Regions from separate parts of the Mus musculus genome. Here region 1 is linked to region 2. The links are chromatin contacts, called in public Hi-C maps. All regions are on one chromosome and are shown on one strand. Each heading gives the region's core, a stretch centred on a gene start, on an enhancer-like site or on the middle of the called end of the contact. The rest is flanking DNA. Distances are from core to core; before and after follow the strand shown.

Region 1 (2,723 bases), core at 19-2,518, 210 kb before region 2:
AGATCTCATTATGGGTGGTTGTGAGCCACCATGTGGTTGCTGGGAATTGAACTCAGGACCTTTGGAAGAGCAGTCAGTGCTCTTAACCGCTGAGCCATCTCACCAGCCCCCTCTCGCCCTCTTTTAAATATTTATTTATTTAGCACTGCAAATTCAAAGTAGAGTCTTGTGTGTGCCAGACAGAGCTACACCCAAAGCCCCTTTCCTTTCCTTTTTAATTGTTGACACAAACTCTCACTAAGTTGCTCAGGTATGCCATGGACATGGACTTGTGGCCCTCCTGCTTCAAAGGACTAAAGGTGAGAGGCCTGTGCCGCCAGGCCACCTGACCCTTGGTCCTTGACCATTTCTTTCTCTTCATGCCTCCAAACAAAACAAAACAAAACAAACAACCCCCCTCCCCCCAGAACTCTGGATTTTGCAGAGAAGAGACAGAAACAGGATGATAAAGAAAACAGGAAGAATAATGAAGACCCGCCCCAGGTACCTGGAGAGGCATTCACAATCGCTGTCTCCTGATACTCCCGTTTATTTCATCCTGGTTATGACAAAGGGCTTTGGAAAACAAGAAAAACAAAACAAAACAAAACAAACAAACAAACAAAAAAAACAGAACAAAACAAAACAAAAAAAAAAAAACCTTGCCCCAAGCAATATTTAAATGGAAGCAGTGGACGCCAAGGTTTCTAGAACTTTCTATGTATTTGCCTTTTGAGATCAGCCATAATTCTCTGGATCTCCACACATAGCCTTTGTGTACTGTCTCCCCTTCTTCCTGTGGCGTGTCTGTGGGTTCACAGTGTCTCCCCTCTTCTTTCTCCTTTAGAAAGGTCTCCTAATCTGGCCCTGACTGCTTGCTTCACAGGCTGAAGAGGAGAATCCCAGATTGCCTTCACTCACAAGATCTGGCAGCCAGAGCCCCGAGTCCCCCAAGCCCAGTGAGCAGTTCAAATATAAAACCGCACATAACAAGAAAAGTGAAGCACCATGAAACTCTTGTTTGATTAAAAAAAGAAGAAGAAGAAAGTAAACGAAAAATAGCACCATGTAAATATTGTACGTCAAGTTCATTTGTGCTAATTAAGAAATATTGGACATTTGTTTTGAATGGGCTTAGCAACCACTCCGTTTGAGTGGAATCTTCTGGAAAGACTGGCGAGGACAGAGCGGATGTCTTAAAGAGAAAGCTTGGAATATAGACAGGCACGGATGCCAGCCCTGTCCCTCTCAGACGCCTGCCGCCTTCCAAGACTGTGTCTTTGAAGGCATCCATCTCTGTGAGGCAAGCTGTGCCCCCAGGAGACACCTCTTTCCAGAGGCATCTGTGCAGAGCAGAAGTGGGCCGGCTCGGGCACCGAGCGTCATTCTAAGATGCTCAAGTATCCCGTTCCTCTCTGAAGATGCAATCTCCTGCACTGAGGGAGTGGAGAGACTTGAGCCCAAGTTTCTACCAACACCTCTTTCTGGTCCTCTGTCCATTCTCAACGCCTCCATCCTCCTTGGGAGAGCCGTTAGCTTGACATTTTGAAAGACTTTCTCCTTGTACCCTTGGCAGACCCCCAGGCTCCGCGTTGCTGGGCTGCTTAAAGATTCAGGCTGCGTGGGCCTGGCATCAGGCTGCTCCAGGCTTGGCTGAGACCACCTGGCTCCGGCTAGGACTTGGAACGACACAATCCGGATGAAGGAGAATCTCGTATCTCTGGGGAGAACTGCCCTTGGCCTGAATTCGTCAAACAGGATTTATTGGGATAAGAGCCGAGGGGGCAGAAAGAGTAAAGAATATATTCTTAAAGCTAAGTTAAAATCTAAGTCTATGTTGTGGGTATGACAGTAAAAATAGGATTCCAGGCTCGTTTAACACAGTACGATGCAAAGCTCCACTTCAAAGCAGGTCACATGGGGTCGTACTGCCCTGGGGTCTCTGGATCCTTCCTCAAATGCCTTTAAAACAAACCCTGAAGGAGTTGATAGAACCCCAGATATTGAAGTTCCTAAGAAAAGCCTCTGGCTGTATTCCCAGAATTTACTCTCACACCACAGGAAAAAGCCATTGTTAAAGAAGTTACCAGGCAGCATAACTGACTACAGTAAGGTAGATACTCATGTTGGGGACATTGAGACTGTTAAAACAAACTATGTCCAATTAAAAGGCTTATTTTAAAGAAGTGGGCCACAATCTAGTAGTGCAAGTGCCTCAAGAGATACACAACGCAGATAGTTCCTGTCCACCTGCTACTTTGCCCAGCCCTAGATTGTGGCAATATTTGGGTGCCTAACTACTTAGAGTTGAGCATTCATGTAACACTGCTAGAGACAGACACACACACACACATACACACACACTCACACACTAGTTCACACACTCACACACACTCAACACATTAGATCACACATACTCACCCACACTTACATACACACTGGCACACACATACTCACATACAGTTGTGCACACACACAAGCACACACACATGCATGTACACGCTTGCATGCACACAGACTCACACCAGGAAGGAAAGAGAGAAAATATGGAAATGCCATCAGACCGAATCTAGACTGGGTCATCAAGGATGTCTCTTCAGAAAATAATGTATCCCCATTTTAACTCACTGACTTATAAGTATTTTTATGACTTATGGAAATGAAACTGTCAAATGTTAAAGTTGTCCCTGATTCTCTTTATTCTGTCTTTGCCACTAAGTGTTTAATTACAAATTATAATCTAC
Region 2 (2,700 bases), core at 122-2,621:
CTGGGCCACATCTTGGCCCCCACTCTAAAGCTGAGAGATTTGTCCCAAATGTAAGAAAATTGGGCATGATTATGTTGATCCTATAATTTTACAAGCTTTTTTTTTCTGTAGCAAATTTCTCAGGAACTTATTTTTCATGGTATATCACATCTTTTTTTTTTTTTTTTTTTTTTCTAGTAGCCTAGGCAAGGTCAGCTTTCTAAAGAAAAAAGATTTACCATGTTCACAGTCCCACAGACTCAATGGCATGGTCCCTGACATTGGCTGGGCATCAGCCAATGACAGAAGTACAAAGGAAGGCGGGGAGGGAGGGGGGAGGGAGGGGGAAAGAAGAACAAATGATGCCCCCCTCTCACCTCTGAGGGTGCACATACCTGTAACACAACATAAACACGGGCAAATGCTTATACAAATAAAGTTTAAAGAGAAGTTATTTTTCATTTAGTTAATTTACTTTACCATGCGGGGCTTGACCCCTTGTATTTAGCTGTGTCCCTGAGCTTGCCGGCTTCCTACTTATTACTGGGATGCATTCGTTTAAGCAAATGGCGACCTTGACTGCACCTCGTCTTATATACATGAGCATCTCGAGTAGATTAGGGCATTCTGCACAGTACGAGAAGAACGCTGTCAAATTCAGGAGCTACTCCCTGGAAAGGAAACCACGGGCCACCACCCCTGCTGTCGCAGCTGAGTTTGTGCTGGTTCTCTGTCACACAGCCGTGGCTTTGCTAGGGCCCCATATAAAGAGCTTCCACGTGGGCACCTTCAATACAGAGATTGTTGCCTTTGGACACTGGAGGCAAGAAGTCTGCAGTGCTCGTTTCTTCTGAGAGCCGCTAAAGAGGCTCTGCACTGGGCTTTCCTCCAAGCCCTGAGGCTAGCTGGCAGACTCTCACAGACACATGGCGCTTGCTGCTCTCCCTTCACGGTCAAACTGCGTCTCCCTGCCTGTGTCCAAATCTCTTTTTATGACACCAGTCATACTGGGTTGGGATTTACTGTGAAGTCATAGTGACTAATTACACCTTCAGTGACCCTCTTTTCAAGTGAGGGCCCGTTGGAGGTACTGGGGGTTAAGATGTCAACATATCAGCCTAAGAGCATAGGACACACTTCAGTCCTTAACACCCACGGTATCAGTTTCTGTTACCGTAATAAAATACCCTGACCACAAGTAACTTAGAGATGAGAGCATCTCTTTTGGCTTAAGTTCCAGAGGACTAAAAGTCCATTATGGTAGAAGCATGAAGGAGCAAGGAGTCAAGAGATCACACCTCCACCGCAAGCAAACTCAAGAAGCAGAGAGAGAACTGGAGGCGGGCGGGGCTATGAAATTGCAAAGCGCACCCCCTTATAGTGACGCACTTCCTCCAGCAAGGCCACACCTCCCGAAGGTTCCATTCACCCTTCCCCACCCTTCAAATCTCCACCAACCAGGGAACTGAGCCTTTGGGGGGGGGGGGCATTTTTCACTCCAGCCAACACACCTACAGGCGTTTGCTAGATGCTGAGAGACAGCAGGAGGTGAGCAGTCCATTTGCTACTCCAGCTGGGGGAACCTGCGTCTGTGTGTACAGTGAGCAGGAAAGCAGACATGCGAGCGAGGTTTTACAGGAACACAAGGAGTGACTCTCAGGGAAATGGCACTTCAAGGCTGCATAAATAATCACAACCTTTACGTTGTGTCTAAGGGAGACTTGATTAAGACTCAGTTAAAACTCAGGTGCCTGGGGTGTAAAATTATGTGGTCAGAGAGAAAGGGGAAGTCTTACACACTGTTGGGGAGAATGTGGACCGCTGATGCTATCTCCAAGGAAATTAGTATGGGAGTTTTTCAAAAGGGCTAAAAATAGAACTATTATATGACCCAGCTCTAACACTCCTAGGCATTTATCCAAAGTACCCCATGCCAACACACTACAGAGACCCCTGCTGCCGCAGTCACAATTGCTAAGAGATGGAACCAGCCTAATGCCCATCATCTGGAGAATGGATCAAACAAACAAACAAACAAACAAACAACAACAACAACAAAAAACAACAACTGGGGGTTATTCATCTGTAAAGAGGAATAAAATCATGACATTTACAGGAAAGTGGGAGGGAACGGCAGATATATACGTATTGGATCTATGTATATGTAATTTACATATATACATACATATAATGGCTGGGGAGATAGAACAATTGATCCATTACCTGCCATGCAAGCACGAGGACCTGAGTTCAGTCTTTAACACCCATGTAGAAGCTGACTGTAGCCACACATGCCAGTAATGCCAGCACTTGGGAGGCAGAGACCGGAGAATCCCTAGTTGTATGTCAACTTGACTCAAGCTACAGACATCAGGGAGGAGGGAGCCTCAACTGAGAAAATGCCTCCAGAAGAGCCCACCGTAAGCAGATAAACCTGTAATGCATTTTCTTAATTAGTGGTTTGGTGGGGTACCATTCCTTGGGCTGGTGGTCCTCGGTTCTATAAGAAAGCAGGCTGAGCAAGCCATGAGGAGCAAGTCAGTAAGCAGCACCCCACCCCCACCCATGGCCTCTGCATCAGCTCCTGCCTCCAGGTCCCTTTACTGCTCTGATTTTCCTCAGTAATGGACTGTTAACTGGAAGTTTAGGCAAAATAAACCCTTTTCTCCTCAAGTTGCTTTTGGTTGCAGCAATAGGCCCTAATTAAGACATTCTCCAAGG

The links. A called contact is a pair of places that touch in the nucleus more often than the background predicts.
Region 1: a Hi-C map of the N1E-115 cell line shows a contact between it and region 2, with 7 times the contacts expected there. The contact joins two enhancer-like sites. A contact is called at or near these places in 4 of 484 Hi-C or Micro-C datasets (the G1E-ER4 cell line, the N1E-115 cell line, nephron progenitors and 1 more) and 6 of 115 datasets of contacts at active chromatin or transcription factors (embryonic stem cells, large pre-B cells, memory CD8 T cells and 2 more).

What each region holds. Positions count from the first base shown.
Region 1 is chr5:148,696,721-148,699,443 of GRCm38.p6, reverse strand. No RefSeq gene overlaps it. Among named protein-coding and RNA genes, the nearest start is that of 2210417A02Rik, 44 kb to the left of the region's middle. Within about 2 kb of position 1,268, at least 31 of the 459 cell types and tissues checked have an H3K27ac peak or open chromatin away from gene starts, as enhancers often do. A contact at or near this core is called in the N1E-115 cell line, where this site is marked.
Region 2 is chr5:148,488,187-148,490,886 of GRCm38.p6, reverse strand. No RefSeq gene overlaps it. Among named protein-coding and RNA genes, the nearest start is that of Ubl3, 63 kb to the left of the region's middle. Within about 2 kb of position 1,371, at least 183 of the 459 cell types and tissues checked have an H3K27ac peak or open chromatin away from gene starts, as enhancers often do. A contact at or near this core is called in the N1E-115 cell line, where this site is marked.